Regions from separate parts of the Zea mays genome. Here region 1 is linked to region 2. A link is a contact called in public Hi-C data. All regions are on one chromosome and are shown on one strand. Each heading gives the region's core, a stretch centred on a gene start, on an enhancer-like site or on the middle of the called end of the contact. The rest is flanking DNA. Distances are from core to core; before and after follow the strand shown.

Region 1 (4,202 bases), core at 1,065-3,564, 290 kb after region 2:
GCGATGTGCCCCCTCAGCATTTAATGCGTCCTGTCCACTCCGCTGGCAGGTGGCACCAGAGCCATCCTACAGACAGCGCGCCTGTTCAGTCCATTATCAAACAGTGCGCCCGTGCTGCGCGGCGCACTGTGTCCATCATCCCTTATACGAGAAGCTTCTTCTGCATGCCGATACTACGCAGATCTCGGATGTCAGGGCGCAAGAATATTGCTCGAGCGGCGAACATTAGTAGCTCCAAGTACTACATCCGTTATGTTCCTGGGCCCACATGTCGGGGCTCAGTACCCTTGTACATGCCCCCTTAGCTATAAAAGGAGAGACATGCAACGCTACAAAGGGGGAGGGAGAAAAAAGGACCAAACTTAGACAAAGACTCCCAGCTCTCAAGCATCCACAGCAATCCAACGCACAGTGGAGTAGGGTATTACGCTCCAGCGGTCCGATCCACTCTAAATCCTCGCGTGTTCATGTGCTCGGTGATCGCTTAGCAAGACAGGCAAATGCTTAAACCCCTTCCTCATCTTAGGATTTAGGGCGGTTGCATTCCGTCACCCGGCTGGAGAATTCCCTCTCCGACAGCACCGCACCAAACCAAAACCCGTCAGGCAAAATAACACGAATCAAAAGGAAGAATGGGACGAGAAAAGGCGCAGACATCCAGCGGGCACGTACCTCCGCTCCATGTCGTAGTGCGCTCAGCCAAGTTTGTCACCGATCATCTGCTCGCCATTCGCTTCGCTGGACAGGGCAGAGATGAAGAACGAAAGAAACAAAGGGAAGTGGGAGGAGGAAAGGAGAAGATGCCCCTTCCATATCGCACATGTGCACTCGTGGAGTTAAACGTGTGGGCCTAGGCGCCAATTTGGACAGAAATACCGCACCACGTAGACTAAGACTGCCATGTCAACAAAATTGGTCTTGGAAAGTGGAAACCACTGCAAGGATTCATGTAGATGGTATTATCATGGTTAGAGGGTTAAACCTCCATTATTAAAGGACATTCTATGATGTATGATGTAGACACCTAATCAAACGAAAGAGGATTATATAGACTTATTCATACAGGTAAACTACATTTAATATATGTGATTATTATTCAAACATTCGCTATAATATAGACTAAACTTTAGAGGGAACCAATTAGGCCTTGTTCGGTTGCATCTGAACTGGAGGGGATTAAATCCCTCCCTAGTCAAAAATGAATAGAAGGGAATTTAATCCTCTCTAATTCCCTTCAATCTAGACGCAACCGAATAAAGCCTTAGAGGGAACCAAACGCCTCCCTAATCTAATTGGGCCAAGTATCCTGTGTATATTAGCTACCGGTGCACGTGATGCACATATATAATTTTGGCCTTTAATTGCTGATCCAATATGATGATTGTTCCACCATAATGATTTAGCAAACAGACCCGCCTGCAACAACTCTCTCACAAAATTCAGAACAAACCCTCCTTACTGCTGAACCCTGGTCGCATGCTCAAACCTTTCTTGCAACAACCCACACAAAATTTCGGCTGCAATGGCGTCCAACAGCATGCGACCAGCAGCCCTCCACGAAGATCCTAAGAATCGCCATCATGGCTCTGGTGCTGTTCATCTACGCTAGAGACTGCTTGGGCGACCAGGGCACAGTGGGGGCGGGGAAAACCGAAGGGGTGGATGTGCTCTTCTTCGTTGATTGGGCGTCGATCGGGAAGAGCGAGAAACACAAGAGCGAGTTTGGGAGCGACAAAATCGGAGGGAATTGGAGGGGCTAGAATCATCTTCTCATCCAAAATAAATAAAAAAAAGATTCTAGCCCCTCCAATCTCTTCCTGTTTTGTGGCTTCCAAACTAGCACGAAAGGTATGCGACAACGCTTTGGCGGCGGTGGTAGCCCCAATGAACACGAAGGACGCCGTGGGTTATCGCAAAACACGCAGGGAATGAAAAGGGAAGGCAAGAGGATATGTTTGCTAAAACGTTCTGGTGGAGCAATCATCCGTTGGATCACCAATTGAAGGCCAGGATTTTATATGTGCATCATGTGCACCGCTAGCTGATGTGTACAATATCGCCATCTAATTATGGCAACGACTAATATACAAACAACCATTATGTGCAAGTGTGTAAGTAGTTCTTTTGGTCCGTTAGATCTAGATATAACCATATTCTATATTTAGCTTTTAAATTCTTCCACCACCTCGTATATTTTATAAAGAAGTTTCTAACAAACCATGATTACATATATGATTGGATCTAGATCCAACGGAATAAAAGAGTTGATTGCACGCTTGCATCTAATGACTGCCTTGCCTCTAATTGGGCATGCAGCCTGAAACCTTGCCTTTCTTTCTTCGGTTCTTCCATTACCCCCAGGCCCCAGCGTGCGTGGTCTCCTTCCTCTCGTGGCGACGACCGAGCGGCCGTCGCTGCCTACGTGCCCAGTCCTGTTCGTCCCTTCGCCGGCGACGGCCACGACCTGGTACGCCCATCCTCTACTCTTCTCTTCATGCTGTGCGGAACCGAGCATCCAAGCCCTAATTTACTATTTGTATTCGGATCTGATCTGATCTGATCTAATTATGCCTACTAACCTGGTGTCCTTTACTGGATCCGCCCATAACTGCATCTCGATTCATAATTTCGTTCATTAGTTCATTGAAAGATTAGCTTAAGAAAATGTTCCTGATACAAATCTAAATATGAAATTCTGAATCCTTTATAGCACTGAAGCAAATAACTGAATCTGAATCCGCCATGATATAAATAACTGATGTATGTCTACTAAGTATAATTTTGCCATGGTAGTGTTTCGTTGAGGAAAGAATGATATACATTGCCAGATGACTCCTAGCTAATTTTGCCATGGTAGTATTTCCTCGAGGAAAGAATGGTATGCATTGGTAGATGACTCTTACCTTACTTGAAGTTAGATCTTTATGATGCATGATAGAGTTTCTGTCTGTACAACTTCTAACATGGCCAATCAGCAACTAAGAAGTGAATACCCAAGTTCGAAATGAGACCATTTCCCACTTACTAAGCACTACCTTTTCCTTCTCTATTTTCAGTTTTTTAATTCAGACCACAATAATAAGTAAACACTTGAAGTTGACAATCCTAGTATATATCTTGGTTATTTCCTTCCAAAATATTTTGTTAGCACGATATGATTACCCTCCCATCTGACTCTCCCCTGGTAGCATCCACCTGCTCTGAGTGTTTGAGTAGTATCACTAGCAGTAAAAATCCATTGATTACAAACAACGAGCAGTGATCAGGACACATCTGGTCGATAATGCTATTTTGATGAATGCACTTAGTTTGTAATATGTAACAGAATCACAGAACAATGTCGATGAAAGAGCGACAACTGAGCATTTGCCATGCACTTTAATTACTTTTATGATCAATAATTTAATACAAACATATGTCTCTACCAATGTTAAAGGATTTTTCACGTACATTTTTTGTTCTACAAAAGAAACCGAGGAAACAACTCAGTTCAATTGTGTAGGCACAATTTTTTTTCTCGAAAACGCAGCAGAATGTAGGCACAATTTTGAAGCCAAGTTAAGGATTTTTTAAATTTCACTTGTATGTTTGGTTGATAGGACCTGAACAATCAGATTGTATTGTTTCAGGGAGTTCAGTAAAGCGATGATTAGTTTTATATGATGACAGTAGGCATCATGTGTAAAAGATGTCTTGTTTTCCATGAATCCATAGTGCATGGTTCTCATTTATTTTTTGGATAAGGGTTCTCAAAGTTTGTGTTTGGGTTTGCCAATTCTGTGTTTACAGCCATAAAATCTCATCCTTCCTGTTTCAGATTAAGGTTGTCTCCAGCAGCGTCCTCTATATCCATCCTCTATACTTGTCCTTTACTTTATCATCCGGAAGATTTCCTCCTCTCCAGCAGCGTCCTCTATATCTCGTCCTCTCTTTTATTTTTTGTACATACGTATTTTTCATACTCTCATTTTTTTTGTACATATTTTAGTTTTGCTAAATCTGTTGTTTAAAGTATTAAAATGGATAGAGGAGATGAGAGATAATCTCTATATATTAAGGACGGAAGAACATCCTCTATATTTAGAGGACGCTGCTGGAGGGCATAGGGGAGGGACTATCCCCTATATTTAGAGTACGATCGTTTTATAGTCCATTGCTGGACTCAGACTAATAGCTGAAGAATTATTGGCTATTAATCTCCC
Region 2 (4,619 bases), core at 984-3,483:
CGAAATGGGCTCAACAAGCTCAGCTGACTTGGTTGGCCCAAACTTTGATTACCCGCATGGGCTAAAATATGCTTAAGAAACAAGGCGGCGAATATGTGGGGTTGGTTTCTTCGAAGAACCGAAGAAGACGGGGTTTTCTTTTGCTCAAACATCATTTGGATGGAGTTTATAAGGGCGAAACACCGTAGGACGACACGCACCTCAGCAAACATACTGTACCAGTCAGTATGAATCATAATCAGTGTAGGTGTCTGTGCATAGCGACACATTGTTTTCTCTCTATCTCTCTCGATCGTATCACTGAGACCTGGTTCTGAAATAATAAATACATAAACGGCGGATAAAATACTTGAGAGTTTGTAACGATGTTAAGAGTGTGCTAATATGGAGCCTGTTCAAGCGCTTATTTGCGTTATAGGGCCTGAATTGTATACCCATAATGCTTATTGACGCGACATCATTTTCTTTAAGCATATGCATCAAAGCATATGCCTAAGCACAAGTTGCATGTACCCATAATAAAGCCTAGCCGCACCCGCACCATACGCAGCATCGCTACCAAATATTAATACACTAGCGCCACAGCCCTGGACGCCACGTTGTGCGCGCATCCTTTTCTCCTCGCCTTTGATGGACAGGGACGAATTTGGTGCCCGTGGCCACGCGCAACTTTGGATCTATTTAGAATATCTTCAATTAATTATTGGAAGAGTAAATTTAGATCGAAACATTATCAGTGGACAATTTCACAAGTGAATCTGTCATCTACCGTGGATCTATCAGATCAGACAGTCGTTTAGATATTTAGAGTTAAATTGTTTGAAGCGAATCCAAATTTGGTGGAGTTTTTTCTCCTTTATTTATTGGGCCGACGACGGAGCTGCCTGCATGTCTGTTGACGGATCGGCCATGGGTGAGGCCGGCCGCCGCACCGCATCACGCGGCGGAACAGCGCACATGTGGTTGGTGAGATGGCCGCTTCCGTTGCTGGTGCTGCTGGTGCTGGTGTGGCCGGTTGGTGCGCGCCTCGGCCTCGGCCTCGGCGCCTCCACCACGATGAGATTATTCTCCTGTCACTTCCAGCGGGCGGCAGCAGTGCGGTGGCGGTTGCGGTTGGCGGTGCGGCACCTGCACTGCACAGCACACCCAATCGGATCCAAAGCCGGAGGAGGAGGCGTCCGGCTGAAGCTTCGTTCCGACGAAAAGATTCCGTCACCGGCTAATCAGATGCAGATGCTGCTGGCTACCTAGATTCTCTCTTCCTTGCTGCAGAGGAACTTGATTACTCTTACTAGTTACTCCTATACGATAGCATATGACGCCGCGTGCCGGCAGATACACAGACTTGGACTAGCATGCAGCTTCGTGTTCACCTCTCTTTCTCTGTCGTTCTGAAATCTGAAGCGAGAATGAGACTTGACTGAAAGACTGAACTGGCTAGCTAGTAGCTATACAGAAACTAGTATAGCTCTCTGACCAAGTGGATATCTGTCGGAGGCACTCCTGCAGACGGTGGTCATTGTTGTTGTCCCGTGTTGCGTCGCATTAGCATTCGGTAACCACCTCGGTCGATCGATCGGTCTAGCATTTTTCGTCAAAGCTAGTACGGGGGGCGATGCTGGACGACATTTATCACTGGCGCGTGATTGCTGTTTAGACTGACAGGTGCGCATAACCGCCAGCTTAATTAATTGAGCATGGTGAGTAGAAGGCGGGGCAGCTTCATAATTGTGCACCTACCTTGCATTGGCTTTTGCGCTGCAGAAAAGCAAATACCTCTCTTGGTCTTGGCTACCATCTCGCTGCTGCACACGTCACAGGCACAGGGCAACAGCAGCAGTCCTAGTTCTGAAAGGCAACAACGATACCGGTACACGAGCCGTCGGCGTCGGAACGGAAGCCTCCAATCAGAAAAGAAAATAAAATGGACCAAAGAATGGAAAACAAAAAAAAGGAGATGGAAAAAAAAACTCTGACGCGCCTGAACTGATACGATCATGATCTCTCAGCAGCAGAGGAGAGGAAAAAACAGTTAGAGAACGGACTACGGAAGCAGTGGTAGTACGTAGTACTCAGGTGGTTGGACTGGATTAAAAGGGGTCGTTTTTCAACCGCCGAGGCTGAAAGCTACCGCGGGGGTTCGCAAGCTAGCAAAGCAGGACGGGCGGGCGCGCCATCGGAATCTCTATAAAAGGCCGCGAGGTGGCCAGGCTTAACTTCATAGAGAGAGCCACTGGCCACAGGCAGGCAGGAGGATCGGACGAGTCGGCGAGGAAGCTGCCTGCTTTCAGATAGAGAGAGTTATTAAGATGGCGTTGCTTCGGCTGCTTGCCATCTCCCTGCTCTTCGCAGTGGCCACTCCTGTCAGGGACATCGCCCACGATGCCTGCTCGTCAGAAGTGAAGGGTACTGCTCCTATCCTCATGTGCTCGTTAGTCACTTGCATGTTTTTTTTTTTGCCGATAATTCATGCATGTGTTTGCTTGCAATGGTTTTTCTGCACGTACGTAACTGACCAGGCTCGTAAACGATATATAGCGCTAGCAGTGTTTCATCTTTCAAATCGAAATTATATATCAGCGGCGCGGCGCTAGATTCATGCATGATCTCCATGCAAACCTGAAAGACTGAAACTTCGGTGGGCAAAATTAGTTTAAAAAAATGAAGCGCGGAGCGGAGGTTGATCGAACCTGTTGCCTAGTCCACGAGTCCACGACAGGCATAAAGCGAGTTTATAACTGAACGAAAGCTGACAGCTACTAGGGTGTGGGACCGTGTGTGAGCCAAAAGGACTGACGATCGAATCTTCGCAGGAAAACATTATCGACAGACAGCATACAAAGTTAGTATGTTAGGTACACTTATGTCTGTACTGTACTAGACTACTGCTAGTAGATTATGAATTCCGTCGCCACTAGCACTAGCTAGCCCCCGCCGCCGCGCAAAGCGTCCAAGTTAGGCCTAGCTAGGCGGCCCAATTGGCGCTTACCACCCTTGTGCTCTGCTACCACACTGATAGGCAGCCTGGCTGGCCCGGTGCCACACACCGTCGAATTTCCTTTTTGACTGAAAACAAAAAAAAAGTGTATGAGAAGACACGCCGCCCGTTCGTTACCATCCACATGCTAATCTATCAACAGGATGTTTTCGCCTGCCGACATGCATTTTTCGAACAAAGGGAGTTTGTTTCATCGAACAAAATGGTGTCTACATTCAGAGGATATGCATGTGTGTAATGTGACCAACATGCATACGCACAGCACGACAGCATAGCAGATAGCAGCCTAGCACAGTAGCACGCAATTATTATTATCTGTTTGGCAACAATAGCCGTTTTTAGCTTTTATCCTGACAAGATGAGATCTAGAGACCTGAATTTAATTTATATCGGCTTTAGTTTTTGGAACCCATCCATCGACCATCGATCACACACGGCTCCGATGGAATTGATGCATGGCTCGTACGCAAGTTGAGATTCAGGTGGACCGAGTAGTACTTCTCCCCTCCACTCCACCCGTGAAGAAAGAAGCCAATCAATCGCTTCCCGATTCCCACCGCCAACCACCGTCCATCACGTCCGGAAAAAAGGATGGCCGTCGAAGTGGGCAGCCAGCCAATGCACTCCTCAAACGTCACCGCACCGGACAGACATGCATGGTTTTCAATGCCGATCGCCCCCCTTCAATTGCGTGCCCACGCTGGCGGCGTAGTGGCATCATGCCTACCAGACCAGATATGTGCTGTGGCCTGTGTGTCTGCGTAGCCATCCCTGCTGTGTTGTACACAAGCATATATTCATCGGTACGACGGTACCAGTACAGTCTTCGTCGTTCTCCTCCCTGGAGAAATATCTTTTGAGGATGTTCTCTCTCTCTCTCTCACACGAAAACATAGTGTGCACGGTATATATATATATATGATCGGATGGTCTGTACTTGACCGCAAAAGACATAAGGCGTATTCAGATGGATGGTCCTTGTCACAAGCCGGCCGGCAACCACTCCAATTAAAACCCGTTGTTGGCCACTTAGCATGCTGTTTTTTTTTTCTTTTTCAGCTAGGACCGTACTACTAATATCTTGTTAACTACCAACTAAATGCATTAGCTTCGTTTTCCCCCCCTTTTTCCCCTTTAACCCTTTTGTCTTGATGCAAGATTGCAAGAGCTAGCTACTAGGTTATTGCCGATGGTAGTTTCGTTCCTGAATAATCAAATAAAACGGTCAAGCTTGACAGTTAAAGTATCACGTGTAATTACCCGAATTGTCGCCAAGCTAGTAGGAGTACTATACACATGTGAGAACTAGGGAATTTCTGATGGTATGGTAGCCATGGAGAGTAGGCGCCGTATGGTTCGCAATTTCACGTGTCGATAATGTATAGCTTCTCTGCCAACTACCTCGAATTAACACGTACAGTACGCGTCTCTTCAATGGAATTTAATACTGTCACACCCAGTTGATGCGTACATATCATCCAGCTACGCTCCAAGGTCTAAAGATGTCCTCGTGATAGAGTGCTCGGTATAGCTAGTATGATGCGCATGATTGGCACTCACAGGCTCCGAACCTGTAAAATAAAGTATTCTTTTCATGCTTGTTTCCGATCATGCGACCCGA

What was found. Hi-C and Micro-C count contacts between places; a contact is called where the count stands out from the background.
Region 1: a contact with region 2 is called in a Hi-C map of ear, with 2.0 times the contacts expected there. The contact joins the promoter of LOC100285157 here to the promoter of LOC101027224 in region 2. A contact is called at or near these places in 2 of 25 Hi-C or Micro-C datasets (ear and leaf).

What each region holds. Positions count from the first base shown.
Region 1 is chr5:212,049,353-212,053,554 of Zm-B73-REFERENCE-NAM-5.0, forward strand. It overlaps LOC100285157 (transmembrane 9 superfamily protein member 4), which reads left to right and starts at 2,315. Exons shown (of 2, transcript NM_001158051.3): 1 at 2,315-2,467.
Region 2 is chr5:211,756,078-211,760,696 of Zm-B73-REFERENCE-NAM-5.0, forward strand. LOC101027224 (aspartic proteinase nepenthesin-1) reads left to right here and starts at 2,234. Exons shown (of 3, transcript NM_001279913.1): 1 at 2,234-2,406. The coding sequence starts at 2,310.